2 separate regions of the Mus musculus genome follow, and region 2 is linked to region 1. Evidence: chromatin contacts called from public promoter capture Hi-C data. All regions are on one chromosome and are shown on one strand. Each heading gives the region's core, a stretch centred on a gene start, on an enhancer-like site or on the middle of the called end of the contact. The rest is flanking DNA. Distances are from core to core; before and after follow the strand shown.

What was found. Promoter capture Hi-C pulls out the DNA fragments that hold promoters and counts their contacts.
Region 2: a promoter capture Hi-C map of hippocampal neurons shows a contact between it and region 1, with 5 times the contacts expected there. The contact joins the enhancer-like site here to the promoter of Tspo in region 1. A contact is called at or near these places in 9 of 39 promoter capture datasets (the 3T3-L1 cell line, 3T3-L1-derived adipocytes, embryonic stem cells and 4 more) and 2 of 115 datasets of contacts at active chromatin or transcription factors (embryonic forebrain and pancreatic cancer cells).

What each region holds. Positions count from the first base shown.
Region 1 is chr15:83,562,135-83,567,254 of GRCm38.p6, forward strand. It overlaps Tspo (translocator protein), which reads left to right and starts at 1,439. Exons shown (of 4, transcript NM_009775.4): 1 at 1,439-1,510.
Region 2 is chr15:84,652,390-84,657,041 of GRCm38.p6, forward strand. No RefSeq gene overlaps it. Among named protein-coding and RNA genes, the nearest start is that of Prr5, 26 kb to the right of the region's middle. Within about 2 kb of position 1,997, at least 223 of the 459 cell types and tissues checked have an H3K27ac peak or open chromatin away from gene starts, as enhancers often do. A contact at or near this core is called in 3T3-L1-derived adipocytes, embryonic forebrain, embryonic stem cells and 3 more, where this site is marked.

The DNA.
Region 1 (5,120 bases), core at 189-2,688:
AGGATCTGAAGGACAGAGGGACTCTGGCAAGAGCTCTAGGAGGACTAGCCAACCTAGACAAAATGAGCCACTGAGAGGGAAGATGCTTCAGTTAGTTTTCTGTTTCTATCACTGAATGACATACTGGGCCATTTATATAGAGTACAAGTTACCGTCCTCAGGGTTGTAAAGTTCAAGGTCAGAAGCTGCATCTCACAAGAGCCTCCTTGCTGGTGGAGACTCTCTACAGAATCCAAGGGATGTAGGGCTTCATCTGACAAGAGGGGCCCTATCCGAGAACCTGCACTGGCTGGCTTTGATACCAGACCTACACTCAGGATAACCGATGGATCTATTCCTGAATGAATCGTGAATGGATAGGGGCCACACCGTGAATCCTTGGGACATAGTCACCTCAAGGTCCACCTGGTCCCACTTGGTTTCACCTCTTGATTCTTCACAACGGGGACTAAATTTCCACCATAGATCCCCTCCCCCAGCTCCCTCTCCCCCTTCCCGGTGACAGTCAATCCTTTGCAAATACACAATAGGACGTGAAACCTATCCAGGAGGCAGACAAGGGTACGCCAGAGGGGCGCAGAGAGACTGAAAAGCTGTAGGCACGTACAAGGCATGTAGAGCCGTTGCCGCAGGGATTGGCAAGGCTGCAGAGGTGTGCTGAGAGATGTCTCAATCAGACCGCCTTCGGCTGCTGTGCTGCTGGTTAAGAACAGGAAGCCCGGGACTGGGACGATACCTTAGTGGGTCGCATGCTCACCTTTACCTTGCAGACACCAGGATCTGAGTTTCATTTCCAGAACCTGTGTTAAAACCCTGGGTATAGTAGTACACAGTTATAATCCCAGGGCCCAGGAGGTTGAAACAGGCAGATTGGTGGGGCTCCTTGCCCAGCCAGCCTACTCTAATTGACTCACAGGAAGAGGTTGAGGGCTGCCAGCAAGTGGGTGTGGCCAGGCATAGCGCCTAGGGCCTTACTAACACAAGAGGCAGAAAGCGGTTAGTTTTGTTTTCCTTTATTTTGGGCAGTGCTGGGGATTGAAACTCAGGGGCCTTTGCGTGCACAGAAAGTACTCCACAATGGAACTATATCCCAAGTCCCTCATTAAAACAAACAAACAAATAAACAAACAAACAAAAAACACAAAATACGGATAAGATGATAGGTAGAATTCAGCCAGGCACAGTGGGGGGGGGGGGGGGAATATAATACGCAGCTCAGACTGACTGCGAGCTCACTGTCATCCTCCTGTCTCGGTGTGAAATACAAACATGTGCCACCTCTGTGGCATTCGTTGTCTGCCTGTCTGCGATGCATCTCTCCCCTCTGTGTCCAGGCCCACGATGAGGAGAGAAAAAAAGAGGGGTGCCTGGTTGAGGGCGGGCCTGGGAAGGCAGGGTGCCTCCGGGTGCGGCGCAGGGCGGGGCGGGGCGAGGCGGGGTCAGCGGCTACCAACCTCTGTGCGCAGTGTCCTTCACGGAACAACCAGCGACTGCGTGAGCGGGGCTGTGGGTACGTGAGACCCTGACGGCGGGGAGCCAAAAGGGAAACTGAGGCCAGGTCCAAGCGGGAGGGACTCCTCCCGAGGATGTGCTGCTGAGGCTGAGGGTGTTTGGCCTTTGGGGACAGCGGCCAATGTCCTGTGCCTACCTCGGTGAGGCAGGAGTTGGCTGCTGCAGCTGGAGGCAGCTGGGCGGGAAGAGGAGATAGCCTCTGGCTGCTGGGAATCCTGCTTCCCCTGCAGAGGAGTTCTGGGATCCGTGGGAAACCGAGACTATGCAAAGCCCAGGAGCCAGGATTTGAGCGGCAGCTGCCTAAGCCTGCTTTGAGATCAAAGCCTGCATGTGTGGTGTGGACGCTTCTCCTGCGTAGTGATTTGTGAACTTGGGTACTGCGTGTGTGTGCCTGGCCGTCTCAGGGCTGAGACCCGCCAGCGTCTAGAAACTCTTGATAGTGGTAGGTACCTGAGGGGTGAGGCCGACAGACAGCAGGCTTGCTTTTTAAGCTTTTCTCTGATCGGAGTTTTCGGCTTCTGTTTGTGTTCCCCTTGTTAGGGGGTTGTGCAAGCGGCGCCTTGAAAGCCAGTTTTGTTTGATAAAGTTGCCACTCCGCCACGCCATTTCCCCACACCCCAGACCTCATGGTGACCAGTTCCTGCCGGTCCTAACTGACCTGTTGCTGGCGCGATGATTACTTTCAGAATGAGAAAAGCTGGCAAAAGGTATAAGGAGGATTTGCAAGTTCGTTAAAAACAAAAAGTCCTAAAATTCCTCGGGACAGAAACGGCTTTGCTGGAAGGAAAGCTCAAGGATGGGAGGAGCTTCACGCAGTGGACGGAAGAGGGCGTGGCCGGCTCCCTTCTGTTTCTGGGTCATAGTCTCTAGGGAAGCCCCAGGGCAACAGGTACCCCAGGCCCATTGGCTCTGACCTAGCTTCACAGATAGCAGCCTAGGAGAAGGAGGGCTCAGGCATCCTTTCTGGCTGTCCTACTAAGAGGTGGGGCCCGAAGCTCTATGGAGTGATGGTGCTAAGTATGGAGAGGGCGATGCTGTTGGCCTGTGTCCATCAGACACTGAGAAGAGAGACAGCCTGTGGACCTGATCCTTGCCCAGGGCATTGTATCCCAAGGGAAGGTGACCGAGAGTGGCCGAGTGTCATTGTGGATGTAGAGATACCAACCTGGAATGTTCTACAGTTTCCCCATCAGTTTCTTTCTTTCTTTCTTTCTTTCTTTCCTTTCTTTCCTTCTTTTTTTTTTAAAGATTTATTTATTTATTATATGTAAGTACACTGTAGCTGTCTTCAAACACCAGAAGAGGGCATCCGATCTCATTACAGATGGTTGTGAGCCACTGTATGGTTGCTGGGATTTGAACTCAGGACATCTGGAAGAGCAGTCAGTGCTCTTAACCCCTGAGCCATCTCTCCAGCCCCATATCAGTTTCTTTACCTGGAAGGTGACACTAGCAATAAACCCTTTCTGGGGACTGTGGATCAAAGAGAGGTGGCTGACCCCTGCCCTGTGGCTGCTGTGGGGAGTACATGAAGGTTTGACTGAGTGAGTGAGTGCCTTTGAGTAAGGCTTGGCTCCTTTACTGAGGCCCTGGGGTGGTGACCATCGAGAAGGCCTACTACCATACTCTCCTCTGTCTAGTCCTTATTCTTCTGTCCAAGATGCTCTCTGGAAATGAAAAGGTAGCCATCTCCTCCTCCCCTAGAGGAAGCAGCTGAGTGGTCCCTGAACTGATAGTCACAACCCTGGGTGGAGTTTTCCAGGGAGGTCTTGGTGTTCTGTCCTTCCTTCCTGGAACACCCCAAGGACCCTGAGCAAGCTGGTGACAGGGTGAAGCTTAGGATGTTACATGTCTTCTAGAAGAGACCGAAATAAAGGGTGAGTGGGTGGCTTTGCCCCTCTGAGTATCTCCGTCCTGCACTCTATACTATCCTGGGATTCCACCCTGAGCTGATCTCCTGCCCAGCTCAGTCTAGCCGAGGGGTGACTCAGCTTTATGGGCCCCACCCCTGCCTGTCTACCACCCCTCTGTGTGGGTGACTCAGGAACTGGGCAGTCTCCAAGAAGTCCCTGGAAGGTCCCTGGCCCAACTTTCTCCTTCAGTTTCAAGTGGGGTGGTGACTGTCCTGTTTTGTGACTTTGGATGGAAATAGGGGGCCCTCCCTTTGATCCCCTTAGTGAAGCAGAGCATAAAGATAGTCTTGCCTTCCAGGGCGGCTAGAGGGTGGGAGTAGAAACCTGGGGTCCAGTGTCCTGTCCCTAGATCCTGTCCTTATGGTATGTCTTTGGGACAGCCACCACACTATAATGGGAGACTTGATGGACTCTGAAACATTGGTTGGTCCTGTTTAAGAACTTCCCAGACACAGAGAATGCCCCCCTTGCTCCCACCCCTGGCGCATAGCTGTCATGAGAGCACTTTCTCCTTCAAAGCCATGGCAAGAGGGAAGAGGTACTACTGTGGGGCGTAAGGCTGGCAAACCTCTAAGGCAGGGAGGGTTCCCAGGAAGGAAGCCAGCCACACACAGGCTCTGACCCGCTAGGGAGTGTTCAGGAAAGGCAGCTTCTGAGGGACCTAAGGGACTTGCTGGTCATGAGGAAGGGCAGGGCTGGGTTGGCACAAGAAACAAGTGCCCAGTAGGCATTGGTTTCTTTGTGGGAAATGCACACGTTTGGAACTTGGTGTCAATGGCTGGGGAGACAGCAACATCATTGACTTGTGTGATTGCTACTTTACGTTTGGGGACTTTCAGCTAAATTACTAAAACCTGTTGTCTGCAGTGGTGGTGCTTGCCCGGGAGGCTGAAGTAAGAGGACGACTATCAGTTTGAGGCTGGTCTGGGCTACATGGTGAATATCTTTGTGCCCCTATTAAGAGAGGAGAGCCAGGCAGTGGTGGCACATGCCTTTAATCCCAGCACTTGGGAGGCAGAGGCAGGTGGATTTCTGAGTTCAAGGCCAGCCTGGACTACAGAGTGAATTGAGAGAGAGAGAGAGAAGAGGCTGGCTAGAGAGAGATGGCTCAGCAGTTAAGAGCATTGACTGCTCTTCCAGGGGTGCTGAGTTCAGTTCCCAGCAAACACATGATAGTTCACAACCATTTGTAATGGGATCCGATGCCCTCTTCTGGTGTGTCTGAAGACAGCAACAGTGTACTCATATACATAAAATAAATAAATAAATCTTAGAGGAAGGAGGGGAGAGAGAGGGGAGGACAGAAGGGGAAGGAGAGGGGAAGGGGGAGGGGGAGGGGGGAGGGGGGAAGGGAGGAGGGAGCAATAGTATAAACCAGGCTGTAGCAGTGCAGGCCTGCAGGTCTGTAATCTGAGCCCTCAGGAGCTGGGAGGCTGAAGTAGGATGGTCATGCATTCAAGGCTTAGCCTGGGCTATGGAGTTCCAGGCTAGCTTGGAACAAACAAACAACAACAAAACCAACTGAAAACACTAACAGGTGTCCCCAGGCCATGGAACAGGAGTGGTACTGTGAAGGGGACTTGGCAAGGTGGAGCAGTGACCTTAAGTAGGGACACTACTTCTCCCTCCTTCTTTTCCTCCTAAGTCCCTCTGTGCATCCCATGTTGGTATCCCATGCTTGCAGTCCTCCTGCCT
Region 2 (4,652 bases), core at 747-3,246, 1.1 Mb after region 1:
TCCAGTTCCAGAGATCTGATACCCTCTTCTGACCTCCACAGGCACCAGGCACACAAGTGGTACACAGACATACATGCAGGCAAAATACTCATACACACAAAATTTTATATATACATATACACACATATATGTAAATATATAAACACACACACAAACACACACACATACATATGAAAATGGCAGGGCATGGGGGTATACATCTTCAAACCCAGAACTTAGGAGATAGAAACAGACAAATTGGGCTGGAGAGATAGCTCACTGACTGTTCTTCTAGAGGTCCTGAGTTCAATTCCCAGCAACCATATGGTGGCTCACAACCATCTGTAATGGGATCCGATGCCCTCTTCTGGTGTGTCTAGAGACAGCTACAAAGTGCTCATATAAATAAAATAAATCTAAAAAAAAAGAAAAGAAACAGACAGATCCCTATGTGTTTGTGGCCAGCCTGATCTATCTAATGAGTTCTAGGTCAGTCAAGCTTACCCTAGTAAAATCCTGTCTCAAAAAACAAACAAACAAACAAACAAACTTTAAATGCCACATTTCTCTGGGGCCACTAAGAAAGGCCAGTGTAAGAAAGGGTACAAGGATGGAGGTCCAAAGAAAATCAAGCAAAGCCCAGAAACTCCAGATCTGAGCAAGGCTCATCCCATGTAGGAGACAAAACGAAGGCTTTGGATGAAGAGCTAACCGGGTGTGAAGACACACAGGCTGTCAGGTAGACGGAGGTCTGGGGGTTCCCTTGTGGGGCATCTCCTTCCCCATCCCCGGGTTTTAAGCAGTGCAGTGGCAGAGGGTAAGATGGGGCCTAGAATTCAGAAACAGAGCTGGGAGTCCCGCAGGGTTATGAGTTTTCATGCTCTTAGATTCCAGGAATCCGCTCAGTCGAAAGGTGAAGAATCCAGTGTAGCGACCTCCTCAGCCACACAGCCAGCTCAGCCCTTCTGTGCCAGGGCTGGGGAGGGCTGACTGAGGACATGAGGCTCCGCTCAGAGGAGAGCCCAGGCTAATGAAAGTCTTTATCTGGCTCAACTTGGCTCAGCTAAACCCTGACCATCAAGTAGGCATTATAGGCTCTGCAATAAAATAGATAAAGAAGAGGCGGGGTGTGGGGGTGCTATCTGGAAATCAAAGTCAACCTGAACTACATGTGACCCTATCCCAAGAAATCAAAATAGAGTACCCCCGCCCTCTGGTTTTTCCAAGACAGGGTTTCTCTTGTAACCTTGGCTGTCCTGGACAGGCAGATAGAGTTCAAGGCTAGCCTGGTCTACAGAGTGAGTTCCAGGACAGTCAGGGCTACATAGAAAACCCCTGTCTTGAAAAAGGAAAGAAAGAATTCTAGGGTTATGGATATATAACCATCTAAGCCATCACACAGAATCTATAACTTTGTGAGGATCTCAAGCAACCCAAGATAGCTTTGACTCTGCTCTATAACCAAGAAGGACTTTGAACTCCTGGTCGGTGCTGGGACCCTACCTGGTTTTATGCCATGCTGTGGGTGGAACTTGGGGCTTTGTGTGTGCTAGACGAGTATTCTACCAACGGAGCTACAGCCCCAGCCCCAGAATTAAAAAAAAAAAAAAAAATTTTAAGGACAAATGTCTTCAATAGATGCAAAAACGAATAATCCTCAAACAAATTAAAAAAAAAAAAGGGATACCCCACCAACCGGTAAAGAAATTCCAAGAACGTATAGACTAACGTCACAGTAAATCGGAAGCTTTCTCCAGCAGCCCGGCATAAGACATGGATCTCGGCTCTCCCCATTCCCCCCTTGATCCGGAAGCGCTAAACAGCCTGTATGTTGCTCGCGTAGGAAACCTAGAAGCGTTCTACAGAGCCCTGGCTCTGTGGATAAAGCACCGAACGGACCCGTTGAAAGGTCTGGGATGCTGACGGCAGGCTGGCTGCAGGCTCTCCAAGAAGCCAGCCATCTCAGGCCAACTGCGCCTGTGCTGACTCTACATGGAAACCTGAGAGCAGCCGCGGAAGGACAGATTGCTGGCAGGATGCCAGACCACAGCCTTCGTCACTAATCCCACCCTGGGACACAGGATGTGGATGAGTGGGGGGAGGCGGGGCGGGGCGGGGGATGGGGCAGCTGCCTGCCGGGCTTTCTGAGTGTGCATGGAGGAGGGAGCTTAGACTCTTTATCATCAAGTTCTATGTCTTGGGGTGGGGGAGGAAGAGTTGCCGGCCAGAGCTGTTCCCATGGGGATGAAGGAAAGGTGCCCATCCTGGAACCAGGGTCCTGATCTCCTCATCCTCTCAGGCTCTTCTGTGGGGACCCAGGGTGGACACTCACTGGCAGGGCAGCTGAGGACTGCAGGATGACACTTTCCCAGGAACTGTAAATCTGTGAGCCTGCTGTTGAGGGAGACTTTCCCTCAGCTCTCCCTAGCGGACAGAAGCAACCCAACCCCTATGGTAGCAGTTCCCAGGCTATGGGGGGAGGGGAAGTCGCATTGCAGATATCCTGCATAGCAGATATATTCCATTACGGTTCATAGCAGTAGCAACATTACAGTTATGAAAATTTAAGTTAAGCATCAACAAAGCAATCTTAAGGTTGGGGATGACCACAATGTGAAGAACGAAATAGAAAGGCCACGGCGCTAGGAAGGTTGAGAACCACCGCATGGGCTTCCAACATCACAACCTTGATCATAGCAACTGGCAGAATTAGCGTTTAGGCCTCGCTCACCCTGCTCTTCAGCCCTGCCCTTCAAGCTCTTCCGAGCAACTGGGAGTCCTTCTGCATTCCAACCCCAGCTTCCCAGCTGCAAGGCTTCCCTGTGGGCTTGTTACTCAAGTTAAGGTCTGGGCCCTGGCAGCCCCCCCAACAAGCCAAGCTCAGCAAACTGTCCTCGACAAGCCAATTAAAGACAAGCAACACGCAGAGAGGAGAAAATAGGAAGTTTATTCAACATAGCCATGTTGGGAAGGTGAACGCAGAGGCCCAGGGACTGCTTCCTACTCAAGGCCATCTTCTGTGTCCTAACAAGATATTTAGGCTGACATAAAGGGGAAGAAGTGTGCATAGCCAGGCAGTCCTGGTCCAAGCGGGGCCCCGCCTACCATCATTGTCTGCGTCTAGTCTCTTCTGCAAGGTGGTCTGATAAACTATGAGGACCGTGCAGAATCTCTTCCTAGGATGCAAGCTCCTCCTTGGGTCAGCTCTAGGAGTCAGCTTTGTTCTTTTCCCAGTGTGAAACCCCTGGGAATATCAATATCCCAGAATCGTGGGGTGCATTATCTCCATAGTCTGACAGCCAAGGGGAGGGGCTCATGAGTCTGTTCGGAATAGTTTTTATCCTGACAGATTGTCACAAGCTCAAGGGTAGACGTGGGGGTGCGGGGGGCAATGTGGAAGCCTTCAGAAGTCCTGGGCCTCTGAGGAGTTGCTCGAAATATGACATTTGGCTTGTGTTAGAAGGGAAAAGCTTCCTGGTATGAGCTCATCTGGGTGCAGTTCCTTCAGCTGCACCCCAAGATGGAGCCATGTTGCTCAAAATTCCTCACTGGAGGAAATATATGAATAATATCTATCTCTCCCTCCTCACAAGCTCCCAATGACAATTCATGGGTGTATGAAGCACAGGGGACCCCAGCCCATCCCCACTGAGCAGTCTACACTCAACATGGATGATAGCCACTCTGTGTCTGTGAGGAGGGAACATTTTCCCCTTGCATGGGGTTTGGGGTTTTGTTTGTCAACTTGACATACCCTAGAGTTATTCTGCATGAGGGAGACACAATTAAGAAAATGCCTCCATCAAATCTGGCCTGGAGACAAGTCTGTTGGACATTTTCTTGATAGATGATTGAGGTGGGAGGGGCCAGACCTCTGTAAGTGCTGCCACCTCAGGCAGGTGCCCCACCCCCCACCCCCGGTTGTATAAAGAGCAGGCTGAACAAGCCATGGGGAGCAAGCTAGTAAGCAGCAGCCCTCCATGGCCCTGCTGCCATTCCTGCCTCCAGGTTCCTGACCAACTTACCTTCATGGTGGACCACAGGTGTAAGCTGAAATACACTCTTTCCTCCCCAAGTTGCTCTATAGGTCATGGTGTTTATCCCATCAACAGGAAACTAACTAGGACAGAAACTGGCTCCGGAGTCATGGGGTACCGCTGTGACAGACCTCACTATGTCGTTCTGGGGATAACCCTGTGTTTGTTTGGAACTACAAGTTAGAAAAGTCATTCAGGGCTCAGAGCTTACCTGGACCTTGCAAGGTAGGAATGCTGAAAGCAATGTAAGACGGCAGAGGCCTGACTGCCAAGTATTCCAGGGAAGGTTGAGAGTCCCTCAAAGATTCTATTGGGGCTGTTCATATGATATATTTAACTTAAGCATCTGTTGTTTTGGACTAGAATGATAACTCCGTGGTTAAAATCACGGCTACTCTTCCAGAAGACCCAGGTTCAATTCTCAGCACCTACATGATGCCTAACAACGATTGGTTCTAGGGACTCCAGAACCCTCTTCTGGCCTCTGGCAGTACTGCATGCATGTGGCACACAGACATATATGCAGGCAAAACACCCATACATGTAAAAATGAAAATAGATAAATCTTCAAAAAGGAGAGAGAGAGTTTTTCTGGTTAGCTGAGGTTGAAAAAATCAGCTGCAATTAACAAGAGAC